Linked DNA regions of Mus musculus: region 1 is linked to region 2. Evidence: chromatin contacts called from public Hi-C data. All regions are on one chromosome and are shown on one strand. Each heading gives the region's core, a stretch centred on a gene start, on an enhancer-like site or on the middle of the called end of the contact. The rest is flanking DNA. Distances are from core to core; before and after follow the strand shown.

What was found. Hi-C and Micro-C count contacts between places; a contact is called where the count stands out from the background.
Region 1: a Hi-C map of liver shows a contact between it and region 2, with 4 times the contacts expected there. The contact joins two enhancer-like sites. A contact is called at or near these places in 10 of 484 Hi-C or Micro-C datasets (the AML12 cell line, brown adipocytes, embryonic fibroblasts and 4 more) and 1 of 115 datasets of contacts at active chromatin or transcription factors (embryonic stem cells).

What each region holds. Positions count from the first base shown.
Region 1 is chr6:59,175,129-59,180,938 of GRCm38.p6, reverse strand. No RefSeq gene overlaps it. Among named protein-coding and RNA genes, the nearest start is that of Tigd2, 31 kb to the left of the region's middle. Within about 2 kb of position 2,733, at least 28 of the 459 cell types and tissues checked have an H3K27ac peak or open chromatin away from gene starts, as enhancers often do. A contact at or near this core is called in brown adipocytes and liver, where this site is marked.
Region 2 is chr6:59,070,540-59,077,133 of GRCm38.p6, reverse strand. No RefSeq gene overlaps it. Among named protein-coding and RNA genes, the nearest start is that of Gm22367, 25 kb to the left of the region's middle. Within about 2 kb of position 4,198, at least 15 of the 459 cell types and tissues checked have an H3K27ac peak or open chromatin away from gene starts, as enhancers often do. A contact at or near this core is called in brown adipocytes and liver, where this site is marked.

The sequences.
Region 1 (5,810 bases), core at 1,484-3,983, 110 kb before region 2:
GGCTTGAAAAAAGACTTTTAATTTTCTTCTTTAAAATTCATATGTTGAGGTTTGGAGATATGGCTCAATGGTTAACAGCACTGGCCGCTCTTTAGAAGACCCCGCAGGTCCTGGCATCTCCCAATTATTTGTAACTCCAGTTCCAGGCAATCCAACACCCTCACACAGACATCCATACAGCCAAAACACCAAGGAACATAAAATAAAATAAAAATAAATAAACAAATAAAATACGTATATCACAGAACATACGATCACCATGGGTTTTTAAACAATCTTGCCCGTAGTGTTTATGCTGTTGGCCCTTCTCTGCTGTTGCTCTATGGTTTCTCTTACACGATGTAGGATTCTACATTGACCACGAGGTGGCAGACAATGCTTATGTATTGTGGTAAGACTTCCTGGGCCAAAGTGGGATAAAATACAAATCATGACTTATGGCCCATTTTAGTTACAAAGATGCATTTCTATCATTATAAACATCTCCATTACATCAAAAAAAAAGTTGTCAATGGCACAGTCTTTGACAGATGTGTCTTTTCATTTCTCAAACACTGTTAAATTTCAGTTTGACAATGACTAAGCTGTGTTCCCTAAAATCCAGTGTAACAGACCTAAAATTTCCTAGGAGTAGCCTTGCTTCATGCAGCTACCTATCTCCTTTGTCACATTTTTGTTGTCACCATAGCTTCTTAAAATTGTTAAGTAGGAAAAATTAAAGGGTATTTAATCTGATTGCGTCCTATGCATTTTTTGAGCTCGCCAGCATGTATGGATGTGACATGTTCACTTGGTAGAGGGATTCTCCCTGTTGAAAATCACTATGATCATGAGAGTGGGTCTGAATAGTTTGCTCCTGAGGAAGGGGTACAGGGCACGTAAAAAGGACAGAGGCAGAAAAAAACATAGAACCTTTGATGACTTCCATGTGGACATTGTCTCTTCCACTACAGTGGTCCAGTGGGATTAGGATCCTTGAGGGTCGCAGACAGTACTTGAAACTGTGTAGTCATTTTGGAACTGCTGGACCTGTTCTATTTTAGGGAAAGTTAAAAATAAATTTTGTTGGAAGGAAAGAAGTCTAAGGTCAAGGCTAAAAAAAATGTAAAAGCAGATGCAGAGGGCATTTGCCGTACCAAAACTACAAGGCAGAAGTGGCCCAAGGGGCCAAGGAAACCTCCACGGACACAGAGGTCCAGACTGGTGGGGTTTGGGCTTTGCCTAGGGTAGGACACTCCTTTTGTATGGGTGCTCAGGGCTTGGTGCTTGGACCTTTCAGAAGTTAGGTGAACGCTGGTGGAGAAAACAGAACAGCGTGTTTGGGTGACTATGTTGAAATCTGAAAATCCTGTGCTTTGTAGAACTTGAGAGAATTTTGTTAGTTATCAGTTGCTTCATAACACACAACTTAAACAGATTAAAACAGTAACATATGCTGTGACGCAGATTCTGTACGTGAGAAATTGGACAGAATTTAGCTGTCTTCTGACTTAGGGTCTCTTATAAGGCTTCGGTGACACTGTCAGCAAGGTTATAGCCATATCAAGACTTGAAGGAAAATATTCTGTCTACACTCATGTAAGACGGCTGTTGGCAAGATTCAGTTACTTGTCCCCTGGTCTCAGTTACGGATTGTTGGATGCCAAAACACAATAAAACAAAACAAAAACCAGCTACTGAGAAAGGGAGAAAGAAGACAGAGCATAGAAAAGGAAAGGGAAGAGGAAGAAATGGAGGAGAAAGAGGAGGAGGGGGAGAAGGGGGGGAGGGGGAGGGGGAGGAAGAGGAGGAGGGGAGGAGGGGGAGGGAAGGGGGAGGGGAGGGTGAAGAAGGAAGGTGAAACAAGAAACTGGGTGGATTACATCTGATTCTCAGTGAGATCACTTCTGTTACTGGAAGTCAGGCAGTAGGTCTAACCTTCAGTGAAGTATACTACATACACGCATATAAGGTATTTTGAACATGTTAATCCTCCCATGTGTACATATGTGTGTGTGTGTGTGTGTGTGTGTGTGTGTGTGTGTGTGTGTGTGTGTGTGTTTTAAAAGAAACTCACTGGTGCTCTCAGTATGCACCTGGTAACAAGGCTATATGCTGGCGCACAGGTAGCCTCTCAGAGGTTGAACCCGTAAAGAAAACTAACTCCCTCCCAACAGCCATCACTGGTAGCTCCTCAGCTAAGGGTAGAACATCATGACTCTGTTCCCCAGTACATTCTGGGATCATGACTAGCTAGAAACTGTGATGCTGTTGTCAGTGGGGTCATGGTCGCAATATGCTGCTGTGTGCAGCAATGTTGTCATGTCCAGAGACACTGTCTCACTGTAGTGATCCACTCACTGTATCTCTTACAATCTTTCCTTACCTTCTTCCCAGATATCCTTGAGGCTTGAGAAGAGTCTGTGTGATATAGCTATCCCATTTAGAGCTGAGCACTCAGACATAGACTCTGCACTTGGATGAGTTGCCTGTGTTCCTCACTATCTGCTGCAAAAAGGAAGTTCTCGAATGAAAGTTAAAAGATCTAGTTATCTGCGGTTTAATGATCTCTCATTAGGAATCAGGGGTGATGCTTTGTGACTTAGCAGAACAAGAGTGTTAGGTTCTCCCACAGTGCCTAGGACCTATCTAGTTCTCAGGTTCTTGGCTCCAGTGACAGTGCTAGTCATGAGTTCAGCCTTATGGAATGCCCTTAAGTCCAATCAGAAAGTGGTTGCTATTTCCTTAACCTTTGTACCAAATTGCACAAGTGGGCCTATCTTGCCAGACTGGTCATTATTGTAATTCACACAGTTTACTGCTGAGTAAGACTGATTGGTGACTATTTTTCTTCTCCGGTAGCTTGCCTAACACCTCCCAGTACTATGAAAACTAACCAGTAGAAATGAAGCCTCCAGGTCAGTACCGGTTTGGTCTCTGTATATTCTATGACTCAAGTACATGGATGGTATCTTTAGTAACAGAGCCTTACAACCCGGTTCTAGAGAAAGCACCAAGAAGAGTGTGAATAATTTGTAAACTTTGGGGGTCTGTGGAACCCTACTGACTGACAACTTCAAAAGTGGTGAATGATTTCTGATACCTGGTTTTTTATTTGATAATCTGTAGCATGTTCTTCCCTGATACCGGATAACTCCACTTATATCCTTTTTGTATATGTGTATGTTTCTATATTAGGAAACTGGTTTTTGAAACTGTATTCCAAGTTAATTATCCCTCCCCATTATTCCCCTCTTGTCCTATGCTCCTTCCTACTTCTCTTGAAATTCCCACTCCATCCTTGCTACTTTCCTGATTCCTGTGGCTAGTCTAGTGTAAGCACACTTCCCTAAGGATTCAAAGCTAACAGCCCACAGAAGAGAGAGAACACCCAGCATTTGGCTGTGAGCCTGGGTTACCTCAGTCAAGATAATTACTTCATGTATCTGCTAACTTCATTTTTCTTTAAGGTTGAATATTCCATTATATTTATACACCACATTTTCATTATCCATTTTAGAGAGAGTATCTTGTGTATTATATGGATGTGTTGCCTTTCAACTAAAAAGCCTGTGGCCTATTGCTCAGGCAGGAGGTAGAAGTGGAATATCTGGGAGAGAAAAAGGATTCTTGCATAGAACCAGGCAGGGAAGTTGTAAGGAGACAGACACATGGTACTGGCCACATGGCAGATGTAGGCTAGAACAAATGGGATATTTTAAGTTATATCTGGTCAGAGAAGAGCCTAGCTCTATGGCCAAGATTTTTGTAAATATATTTTGAGTCTGAGTCTTATTTCTGGGAGCATGGGACTGGGAGTAAGAACCAAGGCCTAACTTCAACAATTCCTTCATCGGTTAATGGATATCTAGGCTGTTTCTGTTTCCTGGCTGTTGCAAATAGAGCAACAATGAATTTGACTGAGCAATTATTTCTATAGTAGGAAAGTGTCCTTTGGGTATTAAAGCTGGCCTATATTGTAGACCAATTTGTAGCTTTTAAAGGAACCTCCCCACTGATTTCCATAATGGCTGCAACAGTTTGTATTCCCACAAATGATGAATAAATGCCCACCTCCCTTTCCCCCACATACATGTCAGCATTGGTTGTTTTTTATAGTTTAGCCATTCTGACTGAGTGAGGTCTTAAAGAAGTTTTAATTTGTGTCTCATTGATGCCTAATGTATTGAACATTAAAAAGAAATATGTCTCAGCCATTTGTATTTCCTCTTTTTTGAACTCTTTGTTTAGTTCCATGCCCCAATTTTAATTTTGGTTGTTTTATTGATTTTATTTTTTGTAGTTATCTGTATTTTCTATATAAAAACCATCTGTCAGATAAATAAATAATATTTGTCCTGTTGTGTAGGCTGCCACTTACATAAGTGATGATGCCCTTCGTTGTAAAGGAGCTTTTAGTTTTGTGGCTTCCTGTGTGTCAGTTGTTGGCATTTCCTGTGCCTTGATGTTCTTTCTGGATGTTTTGTTTGGGAGGAAGAGGTGACTGTTAGCTTGTTTGGGGTATATGGATCATGGTTCCATATGCTTCCATCATGGTTCATATTTGCTATATGTAATCCACAGAGTTTAATATGTTTTATTGTTACTCTTATGAATTTCTCGAAATGTTTTCCTTCACCTAAAAATTTTTTTCAGTTGCCCACTGCGCTTGTAGGAGAGTATTACTTTTCATCCAGTGTATACTTTCCATTCTTTTTTACTTGTAACATTTTTTTTTCCATTTTCATTTCTTGAGACTTGAATTGTAGCCTAAAATGAATCTATTCTGAAGAATACTGTATGCTCTGATGAGAGGTAGCTTCCTATTTCATTGTATTCCTTTTTCTCTTAGCTATAATAATATTTGACTTATTTATTTGGGTAGCTATGTTTTCTGAACATATATATTAACAACACTTTTATCTTATTGCTGAATTGAGTATTTTAGTAAAATGTAATAAGTTTTGTCTCTTATTGTAGCATTTTAAAAATTTTAATTAATTTATTTTTTACACTCCATATTTTATCCCCCCATCCACCCTCCAACTGTTCTATATCCCATAACTCCTTCCCACCTACTGTCTCCACGTGGATGTCCCCACCTGACCTCTAAACTCCCTGGGACCTCCAGTCTCTTGAGGGTTGGGTGCATCATCTCTGAATGAACACAAACCCAGCACTACTGTATGTGTGTTGGGGGTCTCATATCAGCTGGTACATGCTGCCTGTTTGGTGGTCCAGAGATCTGAGGGGTCCAGATTAGTTGAAACTGGGTCCACCTACAGGATCACCCTTCTCCTCAGCTTCTTTCAGCCTTCCCTAATTCAACAACAGGGGTCAGTTGTTCTGTTCATTGTTTGGGTGCAAATATCTGCATCTGACTCTTTCAGCTGCTTGTTGGGTTTTTCAGAGGGCAGTAATGCTAGGTCCCTTTTTGTGGGCACTCAATAATAACACTCAGCAATAATGTCAGGCCTTGGGACCTCCCCTTGAGCTGGATCCCACTTTGGGCCTGTCTCTGGACCTTGTTTTCCTCAGGCTCCTCTCCATTTCCATCCCTGTAATTCCTTTTTACAAGTTGGAAGCAGAACTAGCCTTGCCCTTTTTTCCATTTAACATCCAACTTTTCTTTAAGCCTTTTATCTCCTGAGCACTGGACTTAGCTTCACTGCACTTACCAGTGCTAATTTTCCCCTCAAACTGTACATTTTTAATCTTTCCTTGTTCATTTTTGTTAGAGATCTGCATGAGTAGTCTCTAATAAACACATGGCACAGTCAGTATTAGGCTGTCTTGAAATATCCTCCAGTAACATATTAATCAAAAACTCT
Region 2 (6,594 bases), core at 2,949-5,448:
ACATAATGATATAGGAAGATCAACCTCTCTCCTCTTTAAAGCAGCAATTTGAATAGCCTTCTCTACTAACTTTAAGACTTCCCTTCCTTCTTCTTTAAGAACTCTCTCTGAATCCAGGGCTGTCGCTCCTGGCAAGATGTCATAAAGAGGTTACAATTGCTCATTTGTTAGACCCAGATAAGGCCTAACCCACTGAATATCTCCTAGCAACTTTTGAAAATCATTTAAAGTCCTTAGATGATCAGTTCTAATTTGAATCTTCTGTAGAGTTATATATCTTTCTGTTATTTTGCTTCCCAAATAATGGATAACCTTTTGTAGCTGTTGTATGGTCTTACTATATGCCAAATCCAGCATTTCCTCCCTCATTGCTGCCAGAAGGACATCATCCATATAATGATAACATTTTATTCTGGGAATTCCTGTCTAACCTCATATAAGGCTGCATCTACATATAGCTGACACATAGTGGGACTATTGGCCATGCCCTGGGGCAAAACAACCCACTCAAACCTCTTATCTGGTTCTTCATGATTTATAGAAGGCAAAGTAAATGCAAATCTTACTGCATCTTGTTCATGCAAGGGGATGGAAAAGAAGCAATCTTTAATATCTAAAACTATCACTGGCCATGCTTTTAGAAGCACAGATGGTAAGGGCAAACCTCTTTGAATAGGTTCCATAATGACCATTTGTTTATTAATCTCTCTAAGATCATGTAACAACCTCCATTTCCCTGATTTTTTCTTAATGACAAATATGGGGGTATTCCAAAGAGAAATAGAGGGGCGAATATGGCCCATTTGAAACTGTTCTTGAACTAATTCTTTAGCAGTCTGTAATTTCTCTGAGGGCAAAGGCCACTGAGGAATCCATACTGAATCCTCAGTCTTCCAAGTAATGGGGATGGCCTCCTCAGTGGCCCCTAGGAAAAACCCAGTCCAGCACGACCTTTCTTTGAACTCACAGGAATAGGGGATTTCCTGCCCTGCAATCGAGGCCCTAATCCTTTTCCAGGTTGATATCCATAATTCTGCATAATTTGTTGAGCTTGTGGGCTATAAGGCAACTCATTTGTCAATTTATATCCCATTTCTTGCATCAGGTCCCATCCCCAGAGGGAGATCAGAACAGGGAGCACATAAAGCTGAAAACAACCGGAATGGCCCTCCTGGTCCTTCCAAGTGAGTTGGCATGAGCTTACTTCGGGCATTTGGGCATAGCCCAGGCCTCTCAGGGTTTGTTCTGACTGCTGACGTGGCCAAGCTGATGGCTAGTCCTTTATGCTAGTTATGCTTCGGTCAGCACCAGTATCAAGCAATCCTGAAATAGCTTTTCCCCCTACATGCAATACAAGTAGAGGTCTCTCATCAAGGTCCATGGAGTAGTAAATTGAAGTGGCTCCCATAGAACCAAATCCTCTACTCCCTCTTTCTTTATCATTAGCTGGAAACTTGGAATGACAACTTGGCAATAAGAGGAGCTGTGCAATACGAAATGGCTACAATTCCCAGTGGTGAGGAAACCATAATTTTGACCTGTCCAGTATAATCTGAATCTATTACTCCAGGGTGTACAACCAGCCCTTGAAGGGTCACGGAGCTACGGCCGAGCAGGAGTCCTACAGTATTAGGTGGCAGTGGCCCTTTAAAATCAGACTCGACCAACTGCACCCCCATCTGAGGTGTTAATATGAGTCTGGCGGTGGAATAGAGGTTGAGCCCTGCACTCCCTCTTGTTGCTCTCCTGGGCTGTTCCACTGCATTGGCATTCTCAGGTTGGGCCACCCCTCAGAAACTGCCCCATATATTTGAGGGCCCTGGGGTCGGGGGCCCTGCCATCCGTTTTTTGGATGAGCCCCGCTGTGAGAAATAGGCTGTCCATTGATCTCTTTCACGGAGTGACACTCATTAGCCCAATGATTTCCTTTCTTACATTTGAGTCATAAGCCAGGGCATAGCCCAGAAGCACTTCCTGCTCCCGCCTGCTGAGGGCACTGTCTCTTCATATGACCTGGTTGACCACATCGAAAGCATCCAGTGCTTCTGGCACCACCCTTTCCTATTGAAACCTGAGCTACAGCAGCCGCTAAGCCAGCATTAGTCAAGGGTCCTCCAAGCTCTCTGCACACCTTCATCCAGACCTCCAATCCTCTATTCTTATAAGGAATAATAGCTTGTCTACACTCCTTGGTACACTGCTCAAAAATCAACTGTTTTACAAGCGGCATGGCTGTGTCGGGATCCCCAAAAATCTTGCCTGCAGCTTCCACAATTCTAGCCACAAAGTCTGCAAACGACTCAGTAGGGTCTTGCAAGATCTTCGTTAAGTTGCCGCTGACTTCGCCTCTGTTGGGGAGAGACTTCCAGGCTTTGGTACACACCTTATTAATTTGTTCATAAACTTGAAGTGGATAATTGGTTTGGGCTGCAGCAAACCTCCCTTGCCCCAGTAACATATCTTGATCCCAAGCATCCTGCCCTGCCCTGGCATTCTGAGCTACATGCTCACCAGCAAATTCTATGAAAAATGATTTCCAATCCAGATACTGACCCCGAGACAGGCAAGCACGAGCAAGGTTCTGCCAATCGCTCCGCGTAAGGCAGTAGTGATGCAGTGACTCAAGCTGAGCCACCACAAAAGCAGCAGTCACTCCATAAGCCCTTATGCCCTCAGCCAGTCTCTGTATAATCTTCCAGTCTAATGGTTCATGAAATCTAGCTCCTTGTGCATCCTGGGACACTGGGTAGCACCGTGCTCCTAGCTCTCTCCACGTCTCTGGGTGTAGAGACCGTCCAGACGTCACCCCCATCGTATGACAGCGGTCGCAGAGGATCTGGTGCAGAAGGCTGAACCTTCACTCTCACTTTTTCGAGACTGTCCGCAATCCTCGGACAGGTCCCCTTGCTAGAGCTACTTTCTACATCAGACTCCTGTGATCTCTCCTCTCTTACTTTGTTCAAAGCCTCATTCTCTTTCTGCAACTCAGCCCCACACTTCTCCCGGTCCTTAATACAGTTACATACTAACTTCCATACCGGAAGCACCATTTTGACGAGGACGCCTTGCTCCTCGGCAAACTTCAGATCCTTCCCTAATTTCTCCCAACTAGGCCCTGTAAGATGCCCTGACACGGGGAACCATGGAGCCACCTGATCAACGGCCTTTAGAAAGTTTTCTAACGTCTCCTTTTTCAGCCCGATTCCTTTTTCTTTCAACAAATCCTTTAATGCCTGGTGAACAGACTGCCCTGATGTTGTGTTACCCATAACTGTTTTATCTTAATCGTCCCTAACTGGGAACCTTATTGTCTCTAACTGAGAACTTGAATCGTCCCACTTACCTCAATAGTCCTTAATCTGGGAACCTTATTGTCTCTAACGGAGAACTTGGATCATCCCATTTACCTGGGAGCTTTCCAGCCAGCTACCCAAACCTCTTGAAGTTCTGGACCCGCAGCGCTCTCTCGAAGCAGAGTCCTCGTACGAGCCACCACTTGTCGCATCCACCCCAACCAGCAGGAAAGACACAACACCACGTTGTCCTTCTTCAGTTGTCCTTCTTCAAGCAGGTTTATTCAGGAACACTTTGTATTGCAATGCAGGAACAGGAATCCGCAGAACAACCCTGGGGCGTGCCTTAAATACCCTACTGACTCCTCCCAATCACCCCAGTCACATAGCAGCAGTCCATTGGTTCACAGCAAGTGACACACCTCAGGCGAGTTGACAAGGCATGGCGTCTGCACAGTGCAGGTGCCTGGGATGTGGCTAAGTCAGAGGTAATGAGGAAGTCAGGCACAGGTCATAAGACCTGGCAGCCGTCCCAGGCGCCATCCTGGGGTCGTGGCCGCACCCGCTCCTCACAGGAAAGCTGGGGACAGGACACACTTCGGGGGCATCTGGAGTGTGCAGCATTTTGAGAAAAAAAAAAAAAAAAAAAAAAAGGAGTTCAGTGGCGAAAGGCAAGACCCAGCAAATAATCCTTCAAATGAGAACACACTTCAGAGCCAGGGATATGTGTGTGTACCTAACAGCTGGTGCACTGAATAAGCCTTGCTAGATATATCAAATAGGTGGCCTGAATTGAGCTCATTTCAAAAGGGTGCAACCCAGAGTTAGTATAAACCTAAGGAATAAAGTCCCATAAGACTTCAGACACCAATCACATTCCAGGTTGTAACTTGCATGCAGCGCCAGCTGGCTTACATGTAGGATTTCCACACTCCTGTCCTCTCACCCCAACAACACTGTGTGGCTGAGAACTCTCACATGCACTTCACTTTGGTTCTCCAGTTCATTATAAAGGAAGCAACCCTGCAGCAGCTGGATGTAAGAAATGCAAAAGCCAAGATGCTGAGGAAGGACCAGGAATTTCCATGGCCTCCCAGTATGTCACTCTCCACATTGCTTCATTGGATTTGCAACTCAAAAACTCTGGAAACTGCACTCTGTCCCTTTTTACTGAGGTCTTACTAAATAATAGTGATTCATTCAACCGTTGTGGTTAAACACAATCTCCAAACTGTTCTCCCACTCTAGAGTTTAAAGGTCTCATCCTCCAGTCACCACACAGTTCTTTTGCTGAGCCTAGGAATTCTTGGATCTGTAAATAAATTATTATTATTATTATTATTATTATTATTATTATTATTATTAATCCTTCTGTCAGGTCTGTGAGACAACTGAAAACCAGATAACAAAGCCTATTTCCCAGATATGTCGACAGCTGTCTTTTTACACCCTAGAAACCCAGAAGGTTTTACTAACTTCCCTTTGTGTGTGCTGCTACAGAACGTGACCTTGTTTACGCACTCCTTCTGCCAAACACTCAGCTTAGCCAATGACCTTTAAATCCACAGTCCTGTTGCATTGATATTCAGCCAGAGGAACATGTGATTAGTCCAAAGTTAGCTTGAGCTGTGTTTAAGCCACATATATTTTTGATCTAAAAATTTTGATTCCACAAGAACTATCAAAAATACCTTTGATTTCAGCATTCTCAGCTACTTAATCAGCAAGAAGATGTACTGGCTCATATGTCTGAAATCCTGAAAATATCATGAACTTTTCATCATTTTGCTTTGATGCTGTGTTGACTTCATTTTAGACCAACTTGTTTTCTAATTCCAGGTGGCTGCCAGGGGTTCCTATGGCAGTATTCCAGTAAATGAGAACTGAAGACTCTGAAATCTTACTACTTAGTGATGGCTGACCGGCTAACCTGCCTGTGTTCAGGGGTGTTGGCTGAAGGCATAAGACTGCTGACTCGGATTTGCACAATTCACTAGTCACAGCGACAGCACAGGCTGGCACTTTATGTGGTGTTTCCTTATACCCAGTAGTGATTCAGAGGAGGCTGGGTAACTCCATCTGGGACAAGCTGTGCTACAGGAAGCAAACCCCTCACCTGGAGAACCTGAATCTTTCATAACTTGTGTTGAGCATGGACTGACCGTCACTCCCAAGGGAGACTATTTTTGTCTTAAGGGCTATTAGGTAAAGAAGTCTTTAAATAATCTCCTGATTATTTAAACTCAACTGAAAGGTAGAAAAAGAAATAGCCAAAATAATATTAAACTGACATGCACACAATAGAAGTGATGGCTCCCAGTCCATGCCAGGGGACTTCAAAGAAGGCCTTGGGAGATGACTGTGTGAAGTGTATGTTGGTGGAGATTCATTGTACGTTTCCTTAATCTGTTTCTAAATCAGACCAGGCTGTGCTGTGAGTTATTGATCCTTATAACCTAGAGTCTGGCATATTATTAGCATAGCTAGTTTGTTGAATGAATGAATAATGTTTCTGTAAATCTATTACCACATTATATTCCAATCTTTACTTTTATAAACTTGTTCTTAAATATAATTTTATTTTATTCTCATCTTGAGATTTATACTCAACAAAAAATGTAGTTTAACTTTTTTCTGGTTCATGTTAAAATACTTTGTATGGTTTAGGGCTGAGAGTGTAGCTCTTAGAGTGCTTACCTAGCATCCAAAAGGCCCTGGGTTTGATTCTCAGTACTACCTAAAACTGGATGTGATGGTGTATGGAGTTGGATGGGTAGGGAGGTAGGGAAAATTCTGAAGAAGTTGAAGAAGTTGAAAGAATATGCTCAAAATATACTGTGTACAAAATTGTGTAATAAAATTTTTAAAAATAAAATAAAACAGGAAAAATAGTTTTTCTTTTTTTCCTCCGCTGATTTTTGCACAGACATCCTGGAAGAATTATGACAGGACAAGGCAGCCAATGCCTCCACTCAATTCAGAAAGCCTCTCACCTAGCACTGTTTCCTAGCATATAACAAGTTGAACAGAGCAATCTCTGGTTCATCCTAGATATAGTCACTGGAGCAACTGCTATGGATAGCAGACAGTGAACTTCATTACTGGTTACTCTTTGTCAACTTGACACAAACAAGAGTCAGCTGAGAAGAGTGAACATCAGTTGATAATTCCCTCCATCAGATTGGCTTCTAGGCATATCTGTGGAACATTTTATTGATTGATAATTGATGTGGGAAGAACAAGCCCACTGGGTGTTGCCACCTCTGGGCAGGTGACTCTGGGTTGTATAACTCAGCAGGCT